Linked DNA regions of Mus musculus: regions 1, 2, 4, 5 and 6 are each linked to region 3. Evidence: chromatin contacts called from public ChIA-PET, Hi-C, HiChIP or PLAC-seq and Micro-C data. All regions are on one chromosome and are shown on one strand. The core of a region is the stretch at or near the end of the contact, and the rest is flanking DNA. Distances in the headings are between cores, read along the strand shown.

Region 1 (3,091 bases), core at 293-2,792, 810 kb after region 3:
CCATTTGGTCATTCCTGAGCTTGCTCATTATTTTGGGAAAACCAGATTTGGCGTTTAGAAGGGCCTGGTGCTTGGAATACCAGTATCTCTGCAGTTAAGCTCAGTCCTAGAGCTTCTGTTCTTCTAGGGCCTCACTAGACCACAAGACTTCTTTAGTGTTTTCTGGCCTCACGGTTGAGGTTACCCCCTCCCCACCCCACCCCCCAGCCCCTACTGTGGCTACAGCAGAAGAGACTTGCTAGGGATCTGTGTGGTATCAGGAGACTGCCTAGCACAGGATCACCCTTTGCCACACTTCCTGATCGAGGCTGGGAACTCTCACAGTAAGGAGAATTGTAAAGGACCATACAGTGCCAGAAAAGATAGGTTTCACCAGCCCTGTGGCGAAGACTCGGCAGAGCCACTCTGGTATAACACTGAAGAGCCCCTGCCCTTCTGCCCCTGAGACTCTAGCCCTAGGACCTGGGTCCACAATACACTCTTCCACAGAAAAGAATGAAGCTCACTAGATGTGACTGTCTTCAGCTACTGGCAGTTGTAGAAAATGAAAGTTGATCAGGGCAGGATGTGTCCTGGATTTTTTCCCCCTCCCCCTAAACTGTATGTTCTGGGGTTGCCTGCACTGAAGTGGTGTGGCTGTTGTACAGGCCAGGGTCATGGTGGTCTACAGTACTTAGACTTTAACAGGTTTCTAGTAGTTAAAGGCCCTGACGGAGCCAGCAAGCCCAGGCTACCTTTATCTAGTATGTTCAGGTTCTCCCTCGTGGCAGTCCAATACAACGTGGAATGAAGTTTCCTGGGAAGCGGGACACACGAGGAACTTTTGAATTTACCAATGGCATAAAAAAATTATATTTTTTATTACAACGAGCAAGTTTCAATTGGTTGACAGAAATGGCGAGATATGACGTCAAAGGACACTGGTTAGAATGCCAAGGCCAGTGGGGAGGAGGAGGGGGGAGACAGGCACAGAGATTGTGGGATGGGCCCTGGAGGCCTTGTTCTCTCTGGCCCTGGTCGTCAACGGGCTATCATACACCTCCAGAACCAGCCAGGTCCAAGTGGCTGTGATCCAGAGCATGTCTGGACAGGAGGAGGGAATCCAAGTCTAGGGACCCTGTGTTCACATGTGTCTCTGAGAGCCTGAGGCCCAGGCTGGCCTGTGTTTGGAAAACGCTTGTGCGCGCCAGTGAAGCGATCTGAAAGACGCTGCGGCCTCCTTGGCATTCTAACCAATAACCAGGTCCTGGAGCCCAGCCGTCCCATTCCCCCTTTTAGGGGCCCGGGGTGGCCTGGAGCCAGCAGTGTCGCTGAAGGGCTGAGAGCAAAGCCATGGCCTTGAACTACCCTCGCAGCTCCCGTGCCCCAGTCCTAATAGCAGGAAGTTGTTTCCAGCGGGAAAGGAGCGAGCCTGGAGGTGGGCACCAGCTCTGGGCAACATGCCTCCGCGAATCCCATGCCTTCCCAGGCACCTTGCACGGCCCCTTTGCATGCTCAGTTCTGTGCATTACTTCCCATACCCATTCGAGAGGTTGTGTGCTCTCCCTGCCGTACCCCGCTGGGCACCGCGCCCCTTGCTCCGTTGGACTGGCTGGGTCGCCCATGCGCGCGCCCTTCCTGCGGGAAGCCACTGCCACTATCGGGCCCACAACGTTGTCTCAGTACGCTATCTAGAGCTCCGTGACCCTGGCGGCTGTCCTCTGCGCGTACCAGGCTGCGGGCGGGCAGAGGGGGATCCTGTAGACCGAGGGTCCCAATCGGCCCCGAGCGTGCACGCGCGTCCCGGTACTGCCCGCAATCATGGCAGCCAGAGCCTTGGAGCGCAGCCGCGGAGCGCGCCCGGGCAGCCGCCTCCGTGCCAAGGCGGCGCGGGTGGCGCGGGCAGCGCGGGCAGGGGACGCGCTCCTGCTCAGCCCTCCCCGCTGCGTTGGCCCCGGGGCTCTACCGGTGGGTCTCCGCGGTGCGGTGCCCAGTGGGGTGGGCGCGCGAAGGCGACGGGCGGGGCCGCGGGGCGGGCGCGCGCAAGCGGGGAGCGCCCGGGGCGGCGTGCCTGCGGGGGCGCGCACGCGGAGCTGCGGGGCCAGGCGCGGGGCCGGGGCGGCGAATCCGCAGCTCCCGCCGCCCTCCCAGCCCAAGCGCGCCCGTCTGGGTGGGGGCCGCCCGGGAGGGGCGGCGCCCGGACGCACGGGCCCGCAGCGGGCACAGCGGCCTCGTTGGTATTCCGGGCGCGTTCGCAACCCTGACCTCCCCGCGGAGCAGGGGTGCCCGGGTGCTCGGGCACGGCCGCCGCCACCGCCCCCGGGCGGTCTCCCCAGGACGCAGGGCGCGCGGGCGCCTCGCTTCCCTCGTCCCCTCCTCCCCGGTCCCCCGTGCCCCCTCCCCCGCCCCGATCCGGCGGCGAAGGGGTGGGCAGGGAAACGCGCTCTCTGGGACAGGTGCCAACTCCGAGACAAAAGACATAAAATAGGCGGCAACGGGGGAAGCGCGGCCAGCGCGCTCGGGCGGGGACCGCGGCGCCGCGGGGGCCGCATCCTCGGTGCGGGCCGGGGAAAGTTTGGGAAGTCGGTGCGGCCGCTCTGCAGCGGCGGGGGACGCGCGGCCCAGGCCGCCCTCCGAGCCGCGCTCGTCCTCTCCGCGCCGCTGCTGAATAATTCATGGCGCGCCCGCCGGCCATTAGCATGCACCGGGCGCGCGGCGCGTCTGTGCCAAGCCACCGCTGCATTCGGAGCCCGGGCAGCGCCAGACGAGTGGCCCGCTCCGTCCCGGTGCCCTCCGGCCGCCCCCGGTGGCTCTCACCGTGGCCACGCTCGCGCCCTGGGCCGCTGGGTCCCGAGCCCGCCCGACGGCCAGGCTCTGAGCGTCCGGGCCCGCTGCGCCCGCCTGGCCGCTCCGGGATGCACGTGAACTTGGAGAAAGTCACGGAGCACGCCGGCCCGGTCCTCCGCGGCAGGGCGTGGGCGCACGCGGGCCCGCACACTCTCGTTGGCGTCCGGGACAAAGGTCTCCAGTGGCGCCAGCCGTGGACGCGTGACTCGATCCTTCGGGCCACTCTTGCGTGGTGGGTCGTTGGATGTAAGACTGCAGAAGCCCG
Region 2 (3,131 bases), core at 322-2,821, 620 kb before region 3:
AGAAAAACCCCTCCCAGGTGTGCCCAGCTGCCAGTTAGGTTTTAGTTAACTCTAGGCGTAGTCAAGTTAACAACCAGGAATAGTCCTCACACCTTTTTATTCAGTTTGGAGCCCAGCTCCTGGGACTGGGGGTGGGGGGTGGGGGGTGGGGGGTGGGGGTGGGGTGCTGCCCACGATTGAGACCTGGTGTTGTCTGTCCCTCCTTAACCCAAAGGAGATAGATAATCCTCTGGGTACATCCAGAGCTTTGTTTCCAAGGTGATCGGAGTTCTCCTCCGGTTGACAATCAGATTAACCACTGTCACGTGGGATGCAGGGAGTTTGTATTTCTGAGATTTCCGGGATCCTGGGGTCTCAGGCTCCCTGACAGTTATGAGAGGGAAGTCAGCCTGGGAAAGCCAAGTAAATGTCCCGTGCTGCCAAAGAGGGGTGTGCTTTAGTAGAGATAAGAGCAGCCAGGAACTGGGCCAGGGTGAGAGATGCCTGGCCCAGGTCTGTGAGTTTTCTTCCTATCATAGTGGAGGGAGGCAACACTTTTATCTTGGTCTTTGGAAACCATCCTTCCCTAGCAACTCTCTCTTCCCTATTTCTTCCCAAATCCTGGCCCTCTCTGATCCTTCTCCTCCTAAGGGGATCCCCACTGTGCCCATCCCACCCTTGGCTTGTAACTCTTTAGATACTGGGCACCCCATTCTCCATGACAAATCCCAAGGAGAGCCCAGGCACATCCTAGCTGAACAGCCAGCTTGGCTACACCCCTTCTGCCAGCGTCAATATTTCCTGCACTGAACTGAAACCGCTCGCCAGAAGGAGCGAGGCTCTGAGCCAGTACAAAGGGAGAAGGAAGAAACACCTCCCCCTCACACACACCCCCCTCCCAGCAGATTAGGTGCTGCCTGCGCCCCGGCCCTGATAGCTCCTATCTCTGCTGAGCCACGCAACCACCCTTCTGCTGGAGCCACAGGCCATTTGGTTTTCCCTCTGCCTACGCCTCAGTTCTCATGCTGCCTCTACCCCGCAGCGTCTCTAGAAACACGTTCATTTCGCTCCTAGTAAACCTCCCTGCCTGGTCCCATCCTTGTTCATCATCTACTGTTCCCAAATCAGCAACAATCAATTTTGTGCAACACAAACCTGGTCATGGCTGTTAGCCTAGCATCCTTCCCTGGGGCCTGCGCTCTTCCTCCGGGTGCCCATGCTGCCCGGATTCTTCCAGCCCGTGGCTCCCATGGAACTCTTTGGCTGGGCTTGCCTTGGGGGAAGGGTCACTGTGTATGAGGCTACTGTCCCACAAAGGCACCCACTACACCCAAAGCATCGACTCAAGGGATGCCCTAGTCCTGCGCCAGGATTCTGGCAGAGACTCAACATCTGACCGTACATGTTTGTGGGACTAATTGATTCTGGGCTTCCAGCACGGTGAGGCTGCACAAAAGGGGGCCGGTCGTGCCTGGCACTACGCGCAGGGTCCTGCTGTATTGCGGGCGGGGGAGCTCAGCTGCAGCACCGGGACCTCGGGGTCAGTAGGCAGGGGCGGGGAAGCCGGGGCCGCGCCCTCCTGGCCACTCCCCGGCCGGCGGTGGGTGGCGCGCACTCGCTTATGTCCTCCGCGCCACCACGGTCGCCCACCCCGCGGGCCCCCAAGATGAAGAAGGACGAGTCTTTCTTGGGCAAGTTGGGCGGCACACTGGCAAGGAAGAAGAAGACCAGGGAGGGTGAGTGTGCCCCTGCGTCCCTTTGGCGCCAGCCGGGTGCCAGCGGTGTCCCCCGTGTGTCCGCTCCCTGCCCGCCTCGGCGGCGCCAATGAGCCCTCCTGTCGCGCTCAGGCTACGCGACCTTTGGGACAGGCCGGTCCCTGTCCGTAAGACATTTGCAGTGCTGGCCCAGTGCATAGGACGTGCGTTCTGCTCTGGACACAGGCCTAGCAAGCTACTGTTCCTGTGCTCATCCTTGTCGTGTGACACTCTCGTCACAGTGATTGGACACATGCTGGTAGAGAGGACCGGCTACTGTTTGCGTGATGCCTGCAAGCATGGCTCCGTCCCTAAGCTGGGAGTCAATGAAAGGGCACAGGACACACAGGCCAGGAGCCTGGGGAAGCCTGGAACCAGTGCAAGGGCAGGGGGCGGGGGGGAGGGGCGGGGGGGGAGGTCATGCCCCCTGCGCAGGAAAGTAATTTTAAAACGACTTTTTACTTTCAAAACTTTTAAAAAACAAAACTGCAAGGGATGTAACTTCTCCGCCTCTGGCCAGAGCCCTAAGGTACCGCAGTTCCCTCCCCTCCCCTCGCAGAAACATTCCTGAATTTTCTATTGTTTTGTCCTGGAGGCTCTTGCCCTTGGGCTGAGATTCCGGCAGCTCACGAGGAATGGGAGGGGCTTTCTGAGAAAGGACAGGTAGAAAGAAGCTTCAGAGACAACACTTCCTGGGGACCCCCAAGTTAGGGTGTGCTGAGGGTCTCCTCCAGCCACTGGAGCCACACTGACTCCCAGAAAGCCTGGGCCTCCAGGGCAAGCCCTGCCTAAGAGGTGACTGATAATCACCCTGTGGGCCCAAAGGACCGGCGTGAGGTATTTACTCATAAAGGGACCTCCAGGTCCTAAATTATGGGCAGACTCATTCTGGCCTTTCAAGGTGTCTTGAAAGGCAGGGCATGTGGGGAAATGCTGAACTTCTTTGATAGAACCGGTGAAGACACTGTGGGTCCCACATTCTGCCCAGACTTGCCTTCCCAGGCCTTCAACCCCAGAATGCCCTTTACCAACCTAGATTGTCCAGGGGGCAGGCAGGCCTGGTCTTCTTCCTAGGGTTTATTGCTAATCAAATGGGCTCTTCCCCTCTCAAGTCTTCCATTCCAGACCCTTCAGGTTGGCCTGCATCTCCATCAGTATCCTAAATGAGACCGAAGTCCTTGTCTCCCTTGGTCACCCACTGTTGTCTTTGGTTTCTCAGTGCCGACGTTGCCATCCTGCCTAGAAATCTATTTTCTTTTCAGGAGTTAGGACAGTGGCAGACCTGAGTTCTTTCCATCACCTGTTTTGTTTTGTTAAATTTTGTTTTTGTTTCTTTGTTTTTATTTTTAGTTTTTTTGAGACAGGGTTTCTCTGTGTAGCCCTGGCTGTCCTGGAACT
Region 3 (3,301 bases), core at 78-2,577:
GTTCTATGAAGACACAGAGGAGCGGGCTCAGCCTGGCCGCCCCGGGGGGGGGGGCGAGCAGGCGAGCCCCGAGCCCCGCATCCCCACCACCCACTGCCTGGCGGACCAAGCCGACCCCAACGCGCCCCAACTTTCCGGGACCGCTTTCCTCACACGGGCCACCGTGCAATGTCGCGCGAAGCAGCTTACCTGTGGCTGCCGCCTCATTGGGGCAGCTCCCGGGGCGGGGCGGGGGCCGAGGCCACCCGGCGGCGCGCCCCGAGCCGTGCAAGTTTGCAGGCCGGGGTGCGGGTGCGAGTGAGTGTAAGAGTGTGTGCCGGGGGAGGGGGGACGAACAAAGAGCCAAGTAAACACGGCGAGTCCGTGTCGAGCAAAGCTCATAAATATTCAAGTCGCGTCCTAATCTCCCCAACACACACACGCGCACGCCGCAATATCACTCGGGCACCGGCCGCCTCTCGCCGGAGTCACAATCGCCAAACTACTTTTGCTAACAGTGAGGGTCGGTGCCGGGCTGGGCCCGGAGCAGGAGGCTAGGAGCTGGCCGGTCCATGCACCCTGTTCCCTGGGCAGCTCTAGGAGGGTCCCCTTTCCGGTCGCCCGAGTTGTGCAAACGGGGCAGTGGCAGAGAAGACGCCACGCTGGGGTCCCACGAACCCTGGATCTGCAAACAGTGCTGGATCGCACGGAAGCGAGGGGGAGAGGGAGAACTAAGGGTTCCATCCCAGCCCCGGGACATGTTCCAGGAAGGGGCCTGCTTCCAGCACCCCTGAGACCAAGAGTTAGATACGGAGCTTCGATCCCTCTCGCCTCCACTCCCCGGGCCACTAAGGCTCCCCGGTCCAGTATCCGGGACTACCTACCTGGTGGCGCGCGAGTTCCACCGCGAGCGCCTCGGACCGGCTTTGCAGCTCCATCGCCGCAACTTGGGCAGCACTTTGCGCTCACTTTGGCCGGAGCTCGCAGGAAGTTGTGCGGCTCGGCGGGAACCAGACCGGGAGAGCTCGGATCCGGTGTCCCGGGCACAGAGAGACACGAGTTCCCTCCTGCAGCGCCGATAGGAAAGGAGGCTGACGAGAGGGAAGAAAGGCGAGCTGGCGCCCAACTCTTCCGGCTGCCGCTAAGTTGCGCCGGGTGCCCGGGCTGCCTGCGCCGCCCGGCGCATGGCCCCCAGGCGCCGGGAGCCCCGCGCAGCCCCCCAGCGCGCGCCCTGTCGCCGCCCGCGCCAGCTGACCGCCGGCAGGGACTATATTTCCTCCGGCGCGCGCGCCTGGATCTCGCTGGGGCCGCGGCAAAGTTGTGCCTCGGCACGATGCTAATTCGGCAGTGCCCGGATGGAGCGGGCCGGGGCGGCAGGAGGCGGTGCCGGGAACCCGCTGCCCGCCCCGCCCCGCCCCGCCCGGCCCGCGCGTGCGCATTGCGTTCGGCCCAGCGACCAGGCTCAGGAAACAAAAGTGGCGGCTGAGCGGAGCGCAAAGTCGCGGCTCTGAGATCTGGGCGCCCGAGCGATCTCCTCGGTGCGCAGCCGAGAGCACGGGGAGCAGGGAATGCTTTCACAGTCCCACTCCCGGAGCGACAATTCCCGCAGCAAACTGAGATGCCACCCTCCTGCTTCTTGCACCTCCTCCCTCCTCCGCTTCCCCTTCTCGCCTCGCTCTCCGGTTTTATTTAAATCACCCGGTCCTCTCCCGCAGCGCCTAGCACTGAGACTGGGGAACTAAATCAGTCCTGTCGCCGGAGTCCCAGCGCCTAATGGCCGCTGTGGTATTTAAATAGTATGAAAACTGATCTCTTGATTGGTCCTTTAATGATTTTTTTTACACTCACAATTAAACTCTCAACAGATGTCCCTAGACTTTTTTTTTTCCAGACAGTTGTTAAAAATCGTAAACACGACAGGTCAGTGTGACATAAAGCAATCATAACTACAGCTGCGGAGATGACATTTCAGAATTCCCAGTCCCGGGGCCGGGGTCAACGTCTCAGAGATTACTGCGGCGGAGTTTCCTGTCCTCATCAATTAATGTCGGGGCTTTGTGCCCTGCTGGGCGCTAGCACACTAGTGTGTTTCAAAGAGGCCAGGGAAAGGGGGGCCTCTGTGTCAGAGTAACCGTGAATTGATAGAGACTCATAACTAACTCTTTCCGTGGGTCACAAGAAAAGGAGGAAGGAAGGAAAGAAAAGAAAACTCAGGCACACCAGTCAGAAATGTCTCTTCAATGGATGCCAACAGTCTACATATTTCCTTTACCCCTCAGGAGAAATCTCTCTCTCTCTCTCTCTCTCTCTCTCACACACACACACACACACACACACCAGAACACCAGTGTTGTTAGAGCCATATACAGTATTGGTCACAGTCGACAAAGATGACAACGATCTAACTGGCTGACTAAACTGGTTCCTCCCACTTCTGGGTTAGACTCAAGTCAAGACAATGTCTCCCACTCCCCATTTTTTCTTTCAACCCCCCCCCCCATTTTGTAGTTAGAGGTGCAGAGGATCCAGGGGCTGGAGCATACTAGGCAAGCCTCTGTTACAGGAGCCATGCTCAAAGCTCCACTCATGTCTTTTGCTGGGGAGGACAGCAGCCTAGGTGAAGACTGGTGTTTGGAGGACCAGGAGGGGCATGTGCTGGCCAAGAGACTCCCTCCTGTGATTTCTGTAAATGTCATTGGCTTTTGGCAAAAACTCAGGGTTATCTTTCTGGCCATGTGGTCCTTTCATCAACAGGGTAGACTTTCTGGCTTTCCTTGGCTAGTACAGACTCTAGCAGATGCCCACCGAAGGAGATGTGCCTGGTCGGATGGTGACGACCCAGTGTGGTTTGTAGTTTTGCCCACTGTCGATTGATTTAGGCTTCAGTAATGATCAACATGTCACCCACTTCCTGGATCATGGCACAGGCCATGGTATGGGAGTTCTCTGACAGACAGTGCAGGAGAGGCAAAGTAAGCAACCAAGGATCAAACCCAAGGCCCGGCCTGTGCTAAGTAAACACTCTACCACTGGGTTACATCCCCAGCCACCTGCTTTGGAGACTCTGAACTTTGATCCCCCTGCCTTGGCTTCCTGAGCAGCTGGGAGCAGGTGTTCTTGTAAGCAAACATGTAGCTTTTCCTGAGCTCCTACAGGCTTCTCTCCCTTCACCTGACCAGTGTTCTCTAGAATATTCTTTCCCTCATTCCACATTTCACAAATTCTTTTCTTCAAGATTCACTTCAAATGTCTTTTCTGGGATACCCCCCCCTAATTTCCACAATAAAACTCCTATCACCCTCTCTGTTGGTCAACCAAGCAG
Region 4 (3,485 bases), core at 647-3,146, 730 kb after region 3:
CCTCAGCACTCCCAAGGGGCATACTACCATGACCCTGTTCTTTTCAGATGACAGTGAGAGGGTGAGAGGCTGCTCCAGACACCTGCCAAAGAGATGGTGTTCATAGCACCGACCCATTTAGGTCCCATGGGAAGGCCCAGCTACCTTTCCTGCTCAACTGAGGGAACACACACACACACACACACACACACACACACAGAGAGAGAGAGAGAGAGAGAGAGAGAGAGAGAGAGAGAGAGAGAGAGAGAGATTCCCTGATTTTTGGGATTTTTTTTTAACTCAAGAAGAGGGGTGGGGGGGCAGCTTATGGAGGAAGACAAATTCTCCCTTGGGGCTCTTGGGCAGAGGAAAGCTTGCTTAGTCCTACCAGATAGTGGTCACAGGCATCTAGGAGCCCAGGCTGGGCTAACAGAGACCCCCCTCTCTACTCAGGACTGACCACCAAGTTGTTCAGAGCACCACAGCCAAAAGCCTTCCCAGCCATGAAAGATGAGGTAAAGGCATGAAACCCAGGTACCACTCCAGGGAGTCCCCCAACCTCGGGCACCCAGGTCCTTCCGCTGACACTTTTTCCCATTTGATGATAAGAGGACTTTGCTGAGAAGAATGGTCAGCAATGGAAGCCAGGGCCGGTGCAGTCAAGCGCCCAACTCAAAGGCCTTGGCGCCAGAACCAGGTAGCTGGGATCTGCATGGATCCTCCTCCCAAAGGGCGGTGGGTCCCTTCACAGGCCCAGGAGATTCATTACAGGCTGCTGAGAGTCCAGGAAGCAGTGGCCTGCCCACCCTGCCCCCATCCCAGCAAGCTCAAAGCCCCGGCACCCCTCACCTTCATAAACAAACACCCAGGGACATAGCCTACCCTCACAAACCTACAATAAACACAACCACTCTCAGCCGCAGACACTCCCGCCCAGGTCTGCAGGAATAAGGAAGAGACTTTCAATCCTGCCTCTGAGGCCACCAGGTTTGGTCCCTACCCCTCTCTGGGCCTCAATTTCTTCACCTGTAAGATGGCGGAGGTGCAGAGAGCTGGGAAGGGTGCTGATCTTCAGCGACTGTTTCTACCTCTCGCCTGGAAAGTCGGTCTCCCAGGTACCGGAACCCGCCCCTCCTACAGGTCTGGTCACTGGCCTTCCTAGGGCCAAGATGAGGCTGGCCTCAGAGCGCCGGGCGACACATAGTAGGATCGCCGGGCAAGGCGGGCACAGATGTCCGCAGGTGCTCCGAGTGGGGGTGGGGGTCTGGTCCCGGCCGGCCCGCCAAGAGTGACTAACGCCCGCGAGGTGCGGTGCGCTCCGTTCGGTCACACTGCCCCTCCACCCCCAATCCGGGGAGGCCGAGACAGATTCCGTCTAAAGGAGATCGCGGCTCAACAGGTAAGGACTCGGCTGGGTTCAGGAATGTGGAAATACGACTCGGAGCAGCTACGGCGGCGAGCAGCGAGCGCGGCCCGCCTGGAGCCCGCCCGGCCGGCCGCGCCAGGGGGAGCTCGGTGAGAGGGGGCCGGGCGCAAGGCCCCGGGCGGGCGGGGGCGCGGGCCCGGGACGGAGCCCGAGGCTGCTGCGCCAGCCCCACGGCCCATCCCGAGCCAGCCGGACGAGTTGTCAAGGTAATTTCAACATGTCCGGGTGATGGATAGAGACGAAGGGCCGCGGCGGGTGCAAGGCCTGCGCGCTCGCGGCGAGTGCGCGCCCCGATCTCCCCCGCCGGGGATGCCCCACGCACCCCCCCCCCGGCCCGGCGCGCCCTCCCGGCGGCTAGCGCTCGGCCCGGGCTCGGCGCCCAGCGCAGCCCGGGGGAGGGAAGGCGCGTCCCACCCCCGGGGCCTGGAGCCCAAACAGGTGAAAGTACGCGCCCGGCACGCTCGCCGCTACCCGCGAGCCCCGCTGCGGCCGTCCGCGGACCGCGCTGTCCCTGCTGCGTATTGGCTCCGCGCCCCTCCGGAGGATCTCTGGCTCCGGGGGGGCTCGGTTGAGTCTCAACGAGGCTGGGTTGAGGGCCGGAGATACCAGCCAGCCTGGCCACTTCAAGAAACGCCCTCCCCCACCAACTCCTATCCCCAGGTCCGCTGGAGGAGGCTCTGGTGGCTGCCGGCTCCCCGTCTGCAGCCCCCCGCCCAGAGAAATACTCACCCGAGCTTCACGTAGAGGACGCCAAAGCAGAGAAACACGTAAAAGATCCACTTTCGAAAGTTTCTGTGCATGATCCAGGGAGGGGGGCTGCGCCATAGACAGCTGCGGCCGGAGGGGACGCGCGGGTGGGCAGGGGCCGGGCAGGAGCCAGGGAGCTGCGGTAGGACCACGCTCAGCCGGCGCTTCGGCTCGGGAGGCGGGCGACGCGTGGGCACCCGGCACGCGTTGCCACCATGGTGAGCCCAGGGCGCCGCAGCCGCCGCGTGCGCCCGGGGGAGTGACCCGGGCGGGGAACCGCGACCTCGGAGCCCAGCGGAGTGACCGTGGGACTCTGCGAGCGCAGGCCGGGGCCAGGAGCAGCGGGCGGGCGCTGCCTCCACTGGGCTTAGCCGCCTGGGGCCGTGCGCGCCTCGCGGTGCGCCGGGGCGGCCAATGTGTCCGCACTTGTCCGCCTCCCCAGGTGACTCGCGGCCCCGGCAAGCGAGCCGCGAGCAGGCGAGCGCGCCCCAGGTAGGAGGATCCGCCTCCCGCCCGCCCTCCTCGCTCGCAGCGCGCTCTCTCGCGCGCGCTCCCTGGCTCTCCCCTCCCTTTTCTCCTCCCTCCCCCGTGACACACGAACGCATCTAACCCCTCGCCCCCCCTCCCCAGGCCAGCTCCCTTCCGATCGCCCTCCCAGGACTGCGTGGGAAGAGGGGAGGGAGGGGAGAGGGTGCGGCTCCAAAGAGACACCTGCGCTCCTCAGAGACAGTGAAGGTGGGGGTAGGGGCGGGGGCTAAGAAACTACCCGCTCAGGGCTTGGTGGTCACTTGGTTTCCAGTTTCTAGTTAAAGAGAGAGAGACCACCCACCACCATCTCCTTTCTATGTGCAGACATCTTTCCCCTAGACGTTACCTACGTGGGTGCTTCCAGGGCCACAACTCCGGATCAGGCATTGTTACCTGCCCAACAAACTCGGGGAAAACTCGTTCCAGTGCCCGGCACTGCAGAGCGCAAGCAGAGCGTGGGACTTGAGACTGGTAGACACACCAGCCTGCCCAGCATTAAAAGTGGCACCATGACAGAGAGACTCAGAAAGGCATCCTTGGAGAGTCCCAGTCTGAGGATTCTGTCTCACTCTGCAGGCCTGTCCGATGCGGGCGGGTGTCAGATCTGATTCTTGTTGAACCGCTAAAGTGGGAAGTCAGACTGGCCTAGGTGCCTGGCACATCCTGTGGTGTGTCTCGCTTGATCCTATCCTGGATAAATGGGTGACAGGGACACTGCCTGTCACAGCTAGGTCTGTCTTAGCACAGCGGACCAGCTAGTAACCAGACACATGGTGGGTGGGTGGGGGGTGTGTGCCAGGTTTTC
Region 5 (3,444 bases), core at 376-2,875, 690 kb before region 3:
AACCATTCTACTAGAGGCCTGGAGAGATGGTTCAGTGGTTCATATGTTGCTTCTCCATAGGACCTGGGTTAGGTTCCCAGCACCCATAGAGTGATTAACAACTGTCTGTGACTCCAATTCCAGGGATGCCCCAGCTGGTAGGACCCAAGTGTGTGTGTGTGTGGGGGGGGGGCATTCCAAACCAGAGTGCCGGAGTGGGCTGGGAAGAAGATGCTCAAGAGTCCAATACTCTCTCCTAGATTTCATGGGTACTAAACCTGAATGTGGTACACAGCTATGCATGCAGCCAAAACACCCATACACATAAGAATATTAAAAATAAATTTTAACTAAAATATTCTATTAAAGAGTAGTGTACAGGGGCTGGTGAGATGGCTCAGTGGGTAAGAGCACCGACTGCTCTTCCGAAGGTCCGAAGTTCAAATCCCAGCAACCACATGGTGGCTCACAACCACCCGTAATGAGATCTGATGCCCTCTTCTGGTGCGTCTGAAAGACAGCTACAATGTACTTATATATAATAAATAAATAAATAAATCTAAAAAAAAAAAAAAAGAAAAAAAAGAGTAGTGTACAAATTGTATTGCTATACTTGGTCAAAGATACTTTGTAGTCAGAAGAGGCACAGACAGGACCACAAACCATCTAGCTCCCAGCTTTCCTTACTCCTGCCTTCATTGGCACCGGCCAATCACATATTTTATTTATAAGTGACACTTGTACATGGAAACTTCAGGTCCTCCCTGCCTGGTGTTGTCTTCCTGTAGTCTTAGTTACTTAGGAGGCTGTGGCAAAGGGGCCAGAGGCTGAAGTCCAGGCTGAGTCACTGAAGGAGGCAGCTGGTTAAAAGAAAAAGGAACCCAGGGCAGCTCAGTGGTAGAGCCTTTGCCTAGCATGCAGGAGGGCCGAGGTTCAGTTCTTAGTACTGTAAAATTAAACAAGGCGCTGAAAGGATGGTTCAGCGGTAGAGGCCACAACTACTCTTACAGAGCACCAGAGTGGAGTCCAAGAATCCACGCGATGGCTCACAATCCTCTGCAACTCCAGTTCTAGGAGGTTTAACGTCCTCTTATGGCCTCCTTGGTCACTGCACACCCATGGTGCATAGACATACATGCAGACAAAATACTCATAAACATGGGGGCGGGGAGCCTAAGTATCTTTTTAAGAGGAAGGAAGGAAGGAAGGAAGGAAGGAAGGAAGGAAGGAAGGGAGGGAGGGAGGGAAGGAGGGAGGGAGGAAGGAAGGGAGGAAGAAAACCTCTCTCCATGAATTAAAAACGAACAGAAAGCAAAATAAATAACTGCAAAAACAGACACCCTACATGAAAATAAAGGAAAGACAGCATGTGGATGGTAGCATCTCTCGTGTAATAAAGAAAAGGAGAGAGTGCCACCGGCGTGCCATCCAGAACCTGAAAGAAAAGGGTATTCAAAGAGCCATTCTGCCCAGCAAGCATCCAAGCCTAGGATTTGGGAAAGCCCACGCGGGAGGGACATGGGGCGGGGCATGAGTCCAGTACGCCCATTGGGCCTCCCACTGGCTTATTTGCATGGTCCTAGTGGGGCGGGGCCTCAGCTGACGTCACCCGAAGACAGCTTAGGCGGCTGCGGCTCTTTAAGCTCAGAGCAGCAACACCGGGAGCAGAGCTGAACTGCAGCGCCGCCCGGAGCTTCAAGCACCATGTATGACCCAGAGCGCCGCTGGAGCCTGTCGTTTGCAGGCTGCGGCTTCCTGGGCTTCTACCACGTCGGGGCTACGCTATGTCTGAGCGAGCGCGCCCCGCACCTCCTCCGCGATGCGCGCACTTTCTTTGGCTGCTCGGCCGGTGCACTGCACGCGGTCACCTTCGTGTGCAGTCTCCCTCTCGGTGCGTCCACGGCCACTACCCAGGCCCCGCGTGCGGGGAGGGGTTGCTACACCTGGGGAATCGGTAACACTTTCCGGGGTGCCCGAAGAAACCTGTCCGGAGAGCTCTCATCCTTCCCGGTGCCGTTGAGCACTCAGCTGGAGACCCTGGGCCTGTCACCTGGCGTGGGATTTCCCGGGGCCGGCTGGAGCAGACGCGCTCCGAGCATCTTCTTCCTGACCCGCTCTGGCGCCCTGGTCCTGTCAGCTGGGTCATCCCTGAGCAGCAGGGAACGACGCAGGTTTGCCGGGTCCTCTGGTCCCTGAGCCGCAGAAGGTTTGTCCTGTGTGGCTCTGGCTAGTGTCCCATGGCTGGTGCCGCCAGGAAGGGCAGAAGGCACCCAGACTAGAACACCCTTAGTGGCAGTCCAATGCTCCGGTTGCCTTTAGAGGTGGCTGGTGGGGGCGGGGTACGTGGATTAGAGAAATATTTGGAACACTCCCTAGAAGCTGGAATGGGTTCCCAGACAGATCCAGTTCCACTCTCTCCTGTCTTCACTAGCCTAGATAAGCGGCCCTTCCCAGATCGATGTCACTGACATTCAGGGCATTTGAATCTTGGCCTAATTAAACATTTGCCCATGCACCCATGAGCGAGAGGAGGCGAGTACTCTCCTCTCCCCCACTAAACTACTAGGATGTGATGCCTTCTCTTCCCAGTGTCATAGCCGGATGCTTTTGGGGTTGTGGGCAGGGCTTGGCTAAGTGCCCACGGGGGGGGGGGCGGACTGCTGACACCCAAAGGTCCCCAGGCTGCATGACAATGTCCCACATCAACCCTCTTTGATCTGGGGCCTCTTTAACACTTTACTCTTTGCTCTCTGCTGGCCACAGCCAGCAGGGAGAGACTTTGGCAGGCAGGGGAAAGCCCCTGCTGATGAGCGGAGCTCTGCCATTGGATGGGATCGGTGAGCAGACCCTGAGCCGATGAGAATCAGGGATTAGAAGACAAGCAAATCTGGCTGTGTGCCTGCTTGTCTGGGTTTCCCAGTGAGGAGGGAGCCAGGAGTAAAGGGCAGTGAGAGTGGCCTCTGGAAAGACTAGATTAGTCCAGTGGCCATTGCACACCCTGGGCTTCGGCACTAAAGGCAGTTAGTTCTTAAATGGAGGGCTCTGAGCCCAATAGCGATGGATGATTATTGGGACATGGTTTAAATGCATTGACTCCAGGAATCTTAAGTACACCCACTTTCATATAGAGCAATGGTTCTCTCAACCTGTGGGTCACAGCCTCTCTGGGGGTCTAATGACCCTTTCACAGGAGTCATCAAAGACCATTGGGAAACAGATACTTATGATTCATAACAGCAAAATTACATTATGAAGTATCATCGAAAATAATTGTATATTTGGGGGGGCAACCACAACATGAGGGACTGTATTAAAGAGTTCCAGCACTGGGAAGATTGAGAACCAATGATAAAGTGGGGTGTTTGTAACTGCTCAGAAGACAGGGACAGCCTGGGGCTATCCTGTCAGGTCACAGAGAGGGCACAAAATTACAGATTATCTCTGGTGGGAGCTGCTAAGGTGCAT
Region 6 (3,065 bases), core at 293-2,792, 530 kb before region 3:
TTTGATTCGATTTGATTTGATTTGATTTGATTTATATGTCCTAGGCATAAAACAGCTGTGGTCACCAAGCCAGGTATCAAGCTAGGGTGCACTAAGGACTGCCATCTGCTCTGCCCCTGACTGATATAAGAACAGCACCAACAACAAGGTGTCTCTTTGCCCAATGCCAGGGGGATTTTCTTTTTCTTTTTTAAAGAGAGTGTCTCATGTACTCTTGAAGTCTAGGCCGGCCTTGAACTTCTGATCCTCCTGCCTCCAGCTTCTGAGAGCTGGATCACACATGTCCTCTCCCATGCCTAGTTTATGAGGTGCCGGGGATTGAACTCGGGGCTTCCTGCATGCTAGACAGACACTCTATCAATTGAGCTCTATTTCCAGCCTCCATCAGGCATTTTGTCATAGGACCAACACAGTCCTTTAAGCAATAACAGCCATCAAAATATGCTCATTGATCCCATTTTGTGCCTGGTGCTATTGTAGGCACTGACTTTTAGTAGTGAGTGGGAAAGATGGGTTCCAACCTGTAGAGCTCCTGGTTTGATGGTGAGACAGCTATCAGGCACCAGCCCATGTCATCAGCTGATCTAGCATGGCTGCACACCGGGTGTGATGGCGCACGCCTTTAATCCCAGCACTCGGGAGGCAGAGGCAGGCAGATTTCTGAGTTCGAGGCTAGCCTGGTCTACAAAGTGAGTTCCAGGACAGCCAGGGCTACACAGAGAAACCCTGTCTCGAAGAAAAGGAAAAAAAAGGATAGTTTTAGCATGGCTGCAAGCCCAAGACCATTGTAAAAGAAAAGGATGTTGTGGAAGACTTCCTATAGGAGGAGGTACCAAAGCTCATGCCAAGAAGGAGTTGTGAGCCATGTGAAGAGTTGAGCAGAGCTTACAAGACATGGGGACAGGCATTGTGACATCAAAGTAAAAGCCTGAGGCACTGGCAGAGAACAGGCAGGTGTTGTGCGGTTTATAGGGAGAGGATGGGAGGGCTGGGGAAGCTGGGGAAAGTAGCTTGTGGGTGCAGAGACTCGGGCTGAGACCTGGAGACTGGCTTTATTTAGGAGCCTTTGGCTGGGTGTAGTGGCTCCTGCCTGTAACTCAGATATGTAAGAGATGGAGGCAGGAGAATCAGGAGTTGAAGGACCACCTCAGCTTGGTGACTTTGAGGTCAGTCTGAGCTACATGAGACTGTCTTGAAGTTAGTCCATCAGCAAGTGAGAAAGCAAGCAAGCTTGGTTGGAGCAAGCAAGCTTGGTTGGAGGGCCGCTCAGAGGGAGGCAGAGGTGCAGGCTGGGCACCATGAGAAAAAGGCAGTGGAGAACACAGTTTGCTGTTGGGGTCCTATCCTTGCTGTTATGTTTCAGACAGTGATTGTCTGGATTGATGGAGAGGCGGGGGCAGGGAGGGAAGTATGAGAGACCCCGTGATGCCATGGAGTCTTGGAAGACTAGGGGCAGGGGTTCTGGCAGTCTTTCAGTGGATTTAGGGTACCTCGCTCATCAGCAACTTAGAGGAGGAAGCTGTCTGCAGCCACCGGGGTGGCAGAGGAAGTGAACAGAAGCCCTGCCTTCCACCTCCGGAACCTGTCTGCGTTGGGAACCTGGTCACCCTCTAAGCTAGTGGGCTCCATTTCCTGATTTGAAAAGAAGCAGCGGGTGAGTGCATCTAATCTTTGGCCTGTGGGGTCCCTGAGCTATTAGAATCTTCTACCTGTTCACATGTCCGGGTAGTGGACCTCAGAGAGGAAGGTGGAGAGGTTCCTTGAATAGAAACCCAGAGGCACATCTCAGCTGGGAGCTCACAGTCAGGGGGATCTGCCAAAGGGGAGCCCCACATCCAGCCACGTTGCTGAGGCCATTGCATCATTTTACTGAGGATCTGTGAGACCCGTCCCCACAGGAAAGCTCTGACTACCTCCCCCACAGCCAGATGAGCAGTTTTCAGACCAGAGCCACTCAGAGCTTTACCGCATGAGAGAAAGCCGAGTTCCCCACCATGAAGAAACTGCTGTTTGGGGCAGGGAAGGAACCCACCTGGGACCGGTCACCAGAGGCAGTTTCAGGTCTATGTGTACTTGGCTGGACACAGGGTCTAGCTTCTCCCTGTAGAGTTGCATCAGAGTCAAAGAGAGAGCGTGCTGGCCTATAGTCACCCAGTCTGAGTAGGAGGAGCTGGCTGGGGCCCAGGCTCCCCACCCCAGCCCAACTCTCTTTTCTCTTGCTCAGTTTGTGGGGTTTGGAACTCATTCCCAGGGGGCTCTGGCCTTTTGCTCCTGGCTTCAGGGTAGGACTCAGTTTCCCAAGGTTCCCAGGCTGTAGCCAGTTTGAGGATGGTGGCTCTCAGCACCGCCCCCCCCCCCCCCCCAGTGCCTCTTCTTCAGCACAACTCTCAGGTTCCTTGTTGTGAATTTCCTTCCAGTTTGACCCCAGACCTCCAGTATCCCAGTGAGCCTGGGAATCCCAGGCTCGTGCAGAGGCTGAACGAGGGACATAAGGGAAGAGTCAAAGGTGGCCATGCGGCAAATGAAACTTCCAGAGGGGAAGTGTGGGCGGAAGAACCAGAAGTAGGTTAGGGAACCAGAAGGGGGCCATTAGCTTCTGAATCTGATCCTTGCTGGGTACGGGCAGGCCTGACAGTGCTCATCACGAAGCTGGCTGTGGGGGATGGGAAGGTGGGGTGGGATGGGACTGCTGGTCTCAGTCTCAGGCCTGACACTGCGCATTGCATTGTGAGGCTGGGGCGGGGGCGGGGAAGACACGACACACTGCTGGTCTCAGGCCCATCACGAGGACGAGGAGGGACTGCTGGTCTTTCACAAGGAGCACGAGCTCTGGGCTTCGTGAGCAAAAGCCCTGACAGACCACACCCCAAGTCTGGGGGTGCGGAGCCAATTGGCGAAAGACTCATTCAAAACTGGAGGCTGGATGGGCCAGCCTCCCTCTGTGAGGCAAGCTAACATGGATTGGGGAACACGTCTGGGTGGCTTTGGCCTTCAGCCTGGTCCACCCCATCTACATCTGGGAGAGTCTGGTCTGTTTTTTACCTGTCTTGGATTCAGGGACCCTG

What was found. Hi-C and Micro-C count contacts between places; a contact is called where the count stands out from the background. ChIA-PET counts read pairs in DNA pulled down with a chosen protein or histone mark. HiChIP or PLAC-seq counts read pairs in DNA pulled down with a chosen protein or histone mark.
Region 1: a contact with region 3 is called in a Hi-C map of cortical neurons, with 4 times the contacts expected there. The contact joins the enhancer-like site here to the promoter of Phf21b in region 3. A contact is called at or near these places in 4 of 484 Hi-C or Micro-C datasets (cortical neurons and embryonic stem cells), 1 of 115 datasets of contacts at active chromatin or transcription factors (pancreatic cancer cells) and 1 of 9 other capture datasets (liver).
Region 2: an H3K4me3 HiChIP or PLAC-seq map of stem cell-derived neural progenitor cells shows a contact between it and region 3, with 4 times the contacts expected there. The contact joins the promoter of Parvb here to the promoter of Phf21b in region 3. A contact is called at or near these places in 2 of 39 promoter capture datasets (liver and pre-B cells), 1 of 484 Hi-C or Micro-C datasets (embryonic stem cells) and 4 of 115 datasets of contacts at active chromatin or transcription factors (embryonic stem cells, forebrain, pancreatic cancer cells and 1 more).
Region 4: a Micro-C map of embryonic stem cells shows a contact between it and region 3, with 3 times the contacts expected there. The contact joins the promoter of AU022754 here to the promoter of Phf21b in region 3. A contact is called at or near these places in 1 of 39 promoter capture datasets (liver), 3 of 484 Hi-C or Micro-C datasets (all in embryonic stem cells) and 1 of 115 datasets of contacts at active chromatin or transcription factors (astrocytes).
Region 5: a FOXA1 HiChIP or PLAC-seq map of pancreatic cancer cells shows a contact between it and region 3. The contact joins the promoter of Pnpla3 here to the promoter of Phf21b in region 3. A contact is called at or near these places in 1 of 484 Hi-C or Micro-C datasets (embryonic stem cells) and 2 of 115 datasets of contacts at active chromatin or transcription factors (pancreatic cancer cells and stem cell-derived neural progenitor cells).
Region 6: a contact with region 3 is called in an RNA polymerase II ChIA-PET map of memory CD8 T cells, with 6 read pairs. The contact joins the promoter of Parvg here to the promoter of Phf21b in region 3. A contact is called at or near these places in 2 of 115 datasets of contacts at active chromatin or transcription factors (embryonic stem cells and memory CD8 T cells).

The regions. Positions count from the first base shown.
Region 1 is chr15:85,668,784-85,671,874 of GRCm38.p6, forward strand. No RefSeq gene overlaps it. Among named protein-coding and RNA genes, the nearest start is that of Lncppara, 33 kb to the right of the region's middle. Within about 2 kb of position 1,543, at least 278 of the 459 cell types and tissues checked have an H3K27ac peak or open chromatin away from gene starts, as enhancers often do. A contact at or near this core is called in cortical neurons, liver and pancreatic cancer cells, where this site is marked.
Region 2 is chr15:84,230,472-84,233,602 of GRCm38.p6, forward strand. It overlaps Parvb (parvin, beta), which reads left to right and starts at 1,572. Exons shown (of 13, transcript NM_133167.3): 1 at 1,572-1,715. The coding sequence starts at 1,601.
Region 3 is chr15:84,854,802-84,858,102 of GRCm38.p6, forward strand. Phf21b (PHD finger protein 21B) reads right to left here and starts at 1,328. Exons shown (of 13, transcript NM_001081166.2): 1 at 864-1,328; 2 at 1-3. The coding sequence starts at 917.
Region 4 is chr15:85,579,246-85,582,730 of GRCm38.p6, forward strand. It overlaps AU022754 (expressed sequence AU022754), which reads left to right and starts at 1,897. Exons shown (of 5, transcript NR_040433.1): 1 at 1,897-2,172; 2 at 3,005-3,485. It overlaps Wnt7b (wingless-type MMTV integration site family, member 7B), which reads right to left and starts at 2,576. Exons shown (of 4, transcript NM_009528.3): 1 at 2,135-2,576. The coding sequence starts at 2,205.
Region 5 is chr15:84,166,191-84,169,634 of GRCm38.p6, forward strand. Pnpla3 (patatin-like phospholipase domain containing 3) reads left to right here and starts at 1,626. Exons shown (of 8, transcript NM_054088.3): 1 at 1,626-1,870. The coding sequence starts at 1,684. It overlaps Mir6392 (microRNA 6392), which reads left to right and starts at 2,080; the gene lies at 2,080-2,187.
Region 6 is chr15:84,323,178-84,326,242 of GRCm38.p6, forward strand. Parvg (parvin, gamma) reads left to right here and starts at 1,543. Exons shown (of 13, transcript NM_022321.4): 1 at 1,543-1,654. It overlaps Gm22890 (a small nucleolar RNA gene), which reads right to left and starts at 175; the gene lies at 32-175.